Regions from separate parts of the Bombyx mori genome. Here region 1 is linked to region 2. The links are chromatin contacts, called in public Hi-C maps. All regions are on one chromosome and are shown on one strand. The core of a region is the stretch at or near the end of the contact, and the rest is flanking DNA. Distances in the headings are between cores, read along the strand shown. Region 1 holds the start of LOC101742855 (kelch-like protein 5). Region 2 holds the start of LOC101740811 (guanine nucleotide-binding protein subunit gamma-1).

Region 1 (4,315 bases), core at 1,471-3,970, 190 kb before region 2:
TTACTGGTGGCAGGACCTCTTGTGAGTCCGCACGGGTAGGTACCACCACCCCGCCTATTTCTGCCGTGAACCAGTAATGCGTTTCGGTTTGAAGGGTGGGGTAGCCGTTGTAACTATACTGAGACCTCAGAACTTATATCTCAGGTTGGCTAAGCAATAAATAGAAAATAAAAATGCCAGTGTGTGAGTTGTTTGTGAATTGTTTTATAGTTCAGTGTTTTTTTTTCAGTTTGTGGTTAATTTATAACTGTTTCATTATGGAGGGCATCGATCGTAGATCTACGTTATTTGGTTGCTTCCCAAACTGTTGGACATTGGTATAGATATTACTTTTTGATGATTATTTTAAAAATGTTTTGTCTCTTATGATTGTTTTTAAGCTTAGTTTATTCAAACTCGTTTTTTCCTCAATAGTATAAAATGAAGCTGAGAATCTGAGACTCTTCTTCTTTGTTTATTTCTTTTAAGCCACATAATTGATTAAGATATAACTTTCTTTATTTAAAAGAGTGATAAACAAGGAATGTTTGAGTACATAGTTTGTTATTTTGTACAAAATGGCTTGACTATGACAGTGTTATGTTAAAAAAATACTTAAGTTTACAGGGTTAATGCTAACCAAATTACATGAGCAAGTGTAGTCTACATGGGACAGAAGGCTAGTATAAAAATATTTCGAGAAAACTGTTTCAACAGCTAAAAATCTATACCTGCATAAAATTTTGGTATGTGTATTTCAAAGCTGCTTTGTTTAAATCAATGCAGGACTGTTGTTCCGCAAATAGAGCTATTCCCAAACAATTACAAGGATCCAATTGCTTTTTAAGATAAGCACAGCATGCATTTGTTACTGAATGTAGCTGTAGTAAACTTGCTGTTGACAGGAGAACTTCCACAGTTTCTTCTCTTAGTTCTGTGAAAAATAAAATAGATTCATTATATTTAATACAACCAGTAATTATAAGTGATTGATATATTCCAAAGAAGAGTCAAAGGATTAGGCCAACACAAAAAAATAAAAACAAAAGTTGCTATGTATATATCAGAATGACTATTATTGTTCAATACAAAAATGTTGTATTTGAGACAAAATATTTCTTGAGAGTGGTTGTCTTCTTAACCTAAAGGATTAACATCATAATAAGAATTCAGATTTTTCTTCCAGCTCCAAAAGCCATTTTGTACCTTGTGGTAGCCTAGAATAGCTCTATTCTATCTCTTCCTGTGGGTGTTTTAACTGAGATATTAACCTGACAATGGATAGCAACATCTTAAGAGTATTATAACAGTATATTGAGATTGCTAATCAACATTTATTTATAGGTGGGGTGTATTGTGGCTTGTAGAGGTAGTAGTAATAGTTAATAGTATCACGATCCTGCCTTTTTCTACTGTATAGTAATCTGGTGTTTCAGTTTGAAGGACAACATAGGCATTATGATCTATATTGAGACTTTTCTATTCTGTCTCAAGGTAGGTGGTGGCATTTAAATTGTTTTGTCTTTGGCCCTCAATAATCACTTAACTAGGTAGACCATAAACTAAACAGACCATCTACAGAAATATAATAAGATATGTTGTGGGTATTTATCTGCATCACTAAGAAAGGAAAAATTTGATCTTTTATTTGTATCTAGTATATTAATGGCTAATAAATTAACCTATTGTGCCTGTGTAGCAATAGTGAACAAGAGCCTGTAGTGCCTGTGAGTCAATGCGCTCAAGTGTTATTTCCGTTAGCTGAGCCTCACGCAGTGAACCCGTAAACATGGCTGCAAAGTACTCACTGCATGATGCCAATAATACTTTGTGTGCTGGTATCCTAAAATAAAACAAAAATATTGAAAATTTTATTCTCTCATCTTTGATTAACTTGGCAGTAAGTTATTCAAAATTGTGACTTTCAAGTTATGACTAAGTTATTCAAACAAATCATATTTTTATATGGATAGTATGATTTGTTTCATATTTATTCTTTGTTAATTTCTATGCAAGGATAAATATACTGTAATAAATACTGTCTTATGATTTTTGTAATTTCAAGAGCTCTTTTAAAATAAAGTTTAATATAGTTTCAATAATTTCAATTTACAAGCCAATTTTTTTTTTTCTGGAAGCTCAGTATCTTTACCCTATGTAGTCAAAAGCGAATGAAATGTATTTAAAACTATATGTTTTAAACCTTGTTTTTTAAAGCATAATTGCATTATTTAAAATAGCTTCGAATCAAAGCCAAAATAACCGAATTTATAACTAATATATAAGCTTACCTGCATCCATCTGCGATTAAAAATACGTCGCACAATTTCTGTGATTGATAGTATCCGTAAATATTTTTTAAGGCTACTTCAGCGTGTCCCTTATCACAAAAGAACTCATCTTGACTAGATGAACTGGAAAGACTTAGTTGACTAAGTTCTCGAGGTAGTCCTTCATCAATGGAATTTGTGGATATATTGTCTTTCGTAGTTTCTGACTTATGAGAATCGGATCCAGACATCATTAGACAATAGAATTTTAATTTTATTTTAGAACGCTAGTCGGAATAAGAGCAATTTATAACAGAACAAAGCACAACAAAAGCACAAGATAATACAAAATAATGAATATTTTTCAATCAATGCGCATTAGAAAATGAACAATGCAGTGAATATTACTCGAAATTTAAAAACAAAGCGCTATTCCCTGACAGAACAGTCACTGACCTTTCTTTCTGTTTATTTCATTATGGCAATGCTGTTATTGCCAGTGTTGAATTTACAGTCAGTTTGTAAGTACCGGTAAAACGGGGGGACAAATCCCAACTTGGACAATTTTAAGGTATGTAGTTGTTGATGTATAAAATGCTATATCAGGATCAAAATTATTGAATCTTGGGGGTATCTTTGTTACTCAATTTAAAACTATGCAATTAGCATTCCAGTTTAAGCAAAAAGTTGTGATATCCCTATTTACCCGGAAATTGGGGTTAATGGGGTTGAAATTAGTGTCAATTAATAATTTTGCTAGGACTGCCACCACTTGGTTTTTATTAATTAATTTATTTATTTATTTAGTTGCACCAACAAAGTGATCATTTATATATAATATTATTATCTGGTTTAAGAGGTTAGGTGTGTCGGTTATTCCATGGATTAATTTGTATAGAAATATACCACCCATTAGTTTCCTCCGGTTAAAAATAGAGTCAAGATTAAAGTGACGAAGTATGTCTCCATAGCTGGGTAACTTCCTACCCAGACTGTAGCTGTAAGACAAGTTCCATAGAAACCGTTTCTGGACACTTTCCAATCGTTTCTTGTATATCTCATAATAAGGTTTCCAAACAATGCAGCAATATTCTAATGTACTGCGTACGAGAGCATTATATATATTTTATATATAATTCGATCTAAATATCCCTTTATTATGAAGCGTAAGTCATTTATTATATATTCATGCATGGGTTTATTCATTTATTATGTATTTTTCTGCTTCTTCATTTAAACATTTTTGTCCACCTTGAGATTTCATTGTTGTTGTTACATGTCTGTGCAAAACCAACTTACTTATATTAAATTGCTTAGCTATTTCAACTATAGACTTATTCTTAATTTCATAGGCATTGATGTTTTTAATATTAAGGGATCATATCTCTTATAAGGCTCTTTCAAACCAACACGTAACTGATAATATAAATATTTTCCAAACAATAAAATAACACATTAGTAATTAAAAAAAGTTCTAGATAAAAATATCATAAATAAACTAGATTCTTACCAACACATTTAAAAAAGATTGTTATAACTACATAGGCAACCCTACAAACCTGTATTTATTTATACTTAAGTCGTTCCCATTGAACTCATTCTCATCCCAATTGACCCCCTTTTCGTTGTTATTTGTACCTGAGACGTCCCATTATTTCCAAAACAACAGATTTTTACATGTATTTCTATGTTATCAAAAAAAAACATTAAAACCAATAACAACTGAGACTTAGCTTTAATATATATATGATGGCCCAAGCACTAAATATCGTTTATAAATCACAGTCGTCTTCTATTATTGTCAAATAAATAAAAGAGAACAAAGTTTCTAGCACTAAGATAATTATCACCACAAGAAGTTAATTTGAAATGCGATTTTTTAAATGCTAGCAGCTATTGTCATGCATATTCAGAGTTCCTTTGTGAACTTTCAATATTCTACTATTACACTACATAAAAGGGAAGATTTTGCAACGAATTTATAATATAATATTGAGCTCTCAATCCCTAATCACCCCGTTTTACGGTACCTACCTACCTAAGTACTAGAACCTTTAATGTCGTCT
Region 2 (4,371 bases), core at 206-2,705:
TCTATCCACTGCTATACCATTTTGTAATCTTAGTGGTTACTTATTATTCAGATTCCCAAGTTTCACTTTGCCCTTCATATAAAATATCAATAGGAAAAACAATATACGATTTTGTTAAAATTAAGTAATTCTGTTTTATTAAAAAAATGTAAGAGTCAAACAGTTTCATTATAAACATGCACCATACATATTTCTGAACAAAACAAAAAAAAAAAAATCATTGAAAAATATTAGGTATTCATATTATGATTAATCATGTTTTCTGTACAAATTTATGAGAATTGAGGAGCTAGAGCAGGGTTGTTTACCAGAAATTAATAAGTGAATTCTGCTAGTATATGTTCTTATTCCTCTATTCTGATTTCAAAACTAAACAACAATGATACTATGTAGTTGTAAATTGTAAAAGGAGTGTGCACTAAAAATGTGAAAAAAAAACACTAAAACCTATGTCAACAATACTAAATTGTTTGCAAAGTATTGATTAACATACCTACCCAATAAAAATATCCTGCATAGTGGTTTATAGTAAATATGGTTCAAATTTATTATAAATGTGTAAAGTGTATAATCTGAATACAATTTGAAACACCAAATAGATTAAGTTTTTTTTATAAAATGTGGACTGTGGCAAATTTATTCCTACGAAAAACTGGAATGTGCAGCAAATAGTTTAATTTAGATTATTGCTTTATTTTATTTTAATTAACTTTTACGATAGCAATATTTTAAAATATTTTGCTGCTACCCTGTATACATTTGTGAAGTACTAGTGGAAGTGTAGTCTAAAATGTGCCATGACTGTGTCCATTTGTACTTTATAGCAATCTTGTATTGTGGTATAAGGGTGGGCCAACCTGACAGTGTAATAATAATAGAGTAGGTGGAAATATTCTGTTGTGATGTCTATGGGCTAATCATTGTGTTAGAATGTTTAACACAAAACAAGTTGTATTGAAATGGAATTGTAAATTTAATTTGTGGAATTGATAACAGAATATTGTTTTTTTATTTGATGCACAAATAAACACTGAATTGCATAATTTCTTTATTTATTTTTTAATACATCAAAATTTAATACAAACATCAAAACACAATCCATGAACATTTTAATTAACAATAAAATGCGAAATCGGATATATTAATCATGGAAACAGAAATAATCTAAACGTTAATAATAAATTAGTAACTAGAGAAGTTTCCATTACAGGTGACTCCAAATATATTAGAGGTAAAGATCATTTAAAGGACAGTACATGAACTTTTTTCACGGAATGGATTTACTTTCTGACTCGAAAACCCAACCAAAAGGCAATCTTCTTGCTCGTGTTCATTGATATACTTGATGATATCTGAAACTGCTACAGATACCGGGATTCTCTTTATTGCTGCTTCTCTGCGGAGCTGCTCAGTTACAGCCCGCTGCTGCTGTAACGTTGATACCATCATATCCATTACGGCTGTGTCCGAGAGGCCTATGTTGAAAACAAAAGCAAAACTAAAGGACTGAAACTGGGCGTCGCCTTGCACTCGTCGTGAGTCACCTACAAAAAAAGTATACTTTAATTTCAGAACATATGTTTCCTATTTATATTAGGAACTTTTTAAAAAGTATACTACATACTTACCCGAGGATTTTATTTTTTCTGGATAATAAATTAAGATTTACTGAAAATTGTCAAAGTCAATTAATGGCAGCAGATCGCCCATAGATTATATATACACTTAATGGATTGCCCATAGATAATGCACCTAGAAAGGCTCAGGGTCAGACTGTTTTTACATTTAATTCCGGCCATTGGTAACTGGCTTTTTTGATCCGTTTTAGTTTGTGGGGCGCTGAGGTATACTGGAAGGACTGAAAAAAGAAAACTCGCGGATACATCATTCATATTCTTTAAACAACAAAAAATTTACTTGACAAGTATTAATAGCAAAGAGACAAAAAAAATCTGACACCCAACAGTATAAAATTTAAAAGACGTAGTCATTTATCAGAATTCAAGCAAACAATTAAGGGCAGGAATTAGAGTACAACTGATAGGATTCCTCTGAGTCCTCTCAGTGTGTTGGAACTACCTGGCTTACAAATGTATTTATCCTTCGATTCGAGTCTATCTATCACTATTGGGTTCGAATCTTAAGCCTGTTTCAATCAATCTAAAAGACTGCACTGGGAATCACCTTAAGTTTCACTTTCTTCTTGAAGTCGTCGTAGCCTAAAGGATAAGACGTCCGGTGCATTCGTATGTAGCGATGCACCGATGTTCGAATCCCGCAGGCGGGGTACCAATTTTTCTAATGAAATACGTACTTAACAATTGTTCACGATTGACTTCCACGATGAAAGAATAACATCGTGTAATAAAAATCAAACCCGCAAAATTATAATTTGCGTAATTACTGGTGGTAGGACCTCTTGTGAGTCCGCACGGGTAGGTACCACCGCCCCGCCTATTTCTGCCATGAAGCAGTAATGCGTTTCGGTTTGAAGGGTGGGGCAGCTGTTGTAACTATACGAGACTTTAACTTATATCTCAAGGTTGGTGGCGCATTTACGTCGTAGATTTCTATGGGCTCCAGTAATCACTTAATATCAGGTGGGCTGTGAGCTCGTCCACCCATATAAGCAATTATATATATATATATCAGTCCGCTGAGTTTCTCGCCGGATCTCAGTGTGTCGTGATTCCGATCCAGTAGTAGATTCAGTCACGAAGCAGCTATTCTTGAGTTGTTAGGTTTCCTTTAGAGGCGCTCGGGTAGTTGTAAGCAAATACCACTCCTAGTTCAGCCCTTGCTCGCCCACATGTCCTGGTTAAATTGGAAAGGCTTCCAGGCCACTAGGAATCCCTCAATCATAAAAGAAAACTCTTATCCGGTGACGACGACTACACGTTTTTAAATTATTTGTTTAATCCGAAAAGGTTATGCTAATTTTGGAAAAAGTTGATATTTAAAACTGTGTGAGTGAAGACATACACGATAGCCGTGTCATCATCTCTGAGCGATAGTTTGGGTCAAACGCTTTCATATCATAAAGATCTCCCGTGTTCTGGCCTAATTTGAGTGTGTAATTTATGGTCGGTGCCGGGACTATTAACAATAAATGGATATAGAGGTTCCGCACGAATAGCGAGACATCTCCTGAAATATTCAATAACAATAACGTGAATGCGGTAATTCAACTTGAGAAACTAGGTTGGAGTCTCAGTCACTCAGTCGCATTGGACTTTATAATAATGACTGGACCATGCTGACTTCTTCAAATTCACATTTTTAGTGTAGTAATCTTTTCTTCTATAAGCCAAAATGACAGAACTACATTAGGGTTTTGAAACCAAATGCATATTTTAAATTAATATGATTTAATAAAAAGAAAACATCCATTAGTTTAGTTAATATCAATTTTATAAATATGTTACTCATTTAGACATTGATGTAGTAGTTCCTCATGACATTGCATACTTGCAAATGTGTTTTGTATTCATAATGAATCTATTATACTGGAGCAGTCAACACATTCAGTTGTTGTTAAACTTAACAAGTGGTAATGCGACCAGAAGCTGCCTGGCGTTTCTTCACATCCCAGTTGTAAACTCTAGCCATATTCACTTCGGTAGTGGTACACTGATCTCTGTAAAAAAATCCGAATTAATTTTAATTTTAAACATAACATCAATTATATTAGACAGATATTGTTTTTCGAGATTATATTATACTAGCGACCCGCCCTCGCTTCGCTTCTCAAACCCTCAGACATAGCCCACTGAGTTTCTCGCCGGATCTTCTCAGTGGGTCGCGTTTCCGATCCGGTGGTAGATTCTGCGAAACACGGCTCTTGCTAGGGTTCGTGTTAGCAACGTCATCAGGTTTGAGCCCCGTGAGCTCACCTACTAGTTAAAGCTACGCTGATATAGCCTCTCAAGGCTATCAGCTTAGGTAGGAAAAAAAAAAAGGTTCGCTTCGGAAACTGAAATTTATTATTGATTTCTCCACCATTTAATGGATGTTACATATAAACCTTCCTCTTCAATCACTCTATCTATTAAAAAAAACCGCATCAGAATCCGTTGCGTAAAGATTTAAGCATACATAGGGATATAGGGACAGAGAAAGCGACTTTGTTTTATACTATGTAGTGATACTCCCACATGTATCGGCCTACCTAGTGTTTTAAATTTTAACGGTTCCTAACTAAAAATTAATGCTAGGTGGAGCAATAAGTTTTTATGCAGTTTTGAAACTAATTTACTGGTCATCTTTTTCGTGTGCTTTTTTAAATTTCAAATTCAGAATTATGAAAAAGAAAAAAGAAAATTCGAGTCTGTTCATTGTTTTCAACAATCCAAGGGAGGAGAAAACTATTTC

The links. A called contact is a pair of places that touch in the nucleus more often than the background predicts.
Region 1: a Hi-C map of posterior silk gland shows a contact between it and region 2, with 2.6 times the contacts expected there. The contact joins the promoter of LOC101742855 here to the promoter of LOC101740811 in region 2. A contact is called at or near these places in 3 of 7 Hi-C or Micro-C datasets (middle silk gland, posterior silk gland and whole pupa).

Annotation. Positions count from the first base shown.
Region 1 is chr23:7,652,229-7,656,543 of ASM3026992v2, reverse strand. LOC101742855 (kelch-like protein 5) reads right to left here and starts at 2,720. Exons shown (of 10, transcript XM_038019222.2): 1 at 2,271-2,720; 2 at 1,788-1,822; 3 at 711-913. The coding sequence starts at 2,503. LOC119630321 (a long non-coding RNA gene) reads left to right here and starts at 4,265. Exons shown (of 5, transcript XR_009976249.1): 1 at 4,265-4,315.
Region 2 is chr23:7,465,258-7,469,628 of ASM3026992v2, reverse strand. It overlaps LOC101740811 (guanine nucleotide-binding protein subunit gamma-1), which reads right to left and starts at 1,455. Exons shown (of 1, transcript XM_004921698.5): 1 at 1,036-1,455. The coding sequence starts at 1,455. The coding sequence ends at 1,243. It overlaps Cide-b (cell death activator CIDE-B), which reads left to right. Exons shown (of 3, transcript NM_001114870.1): 3 at 1-202. LOC732997 (prefoldin subunit 3) reads right to left here. Exons shown (of 4, transcript NM_001046993.3): 4 at 3,480-3,637. The coding sequence ends at 3,541.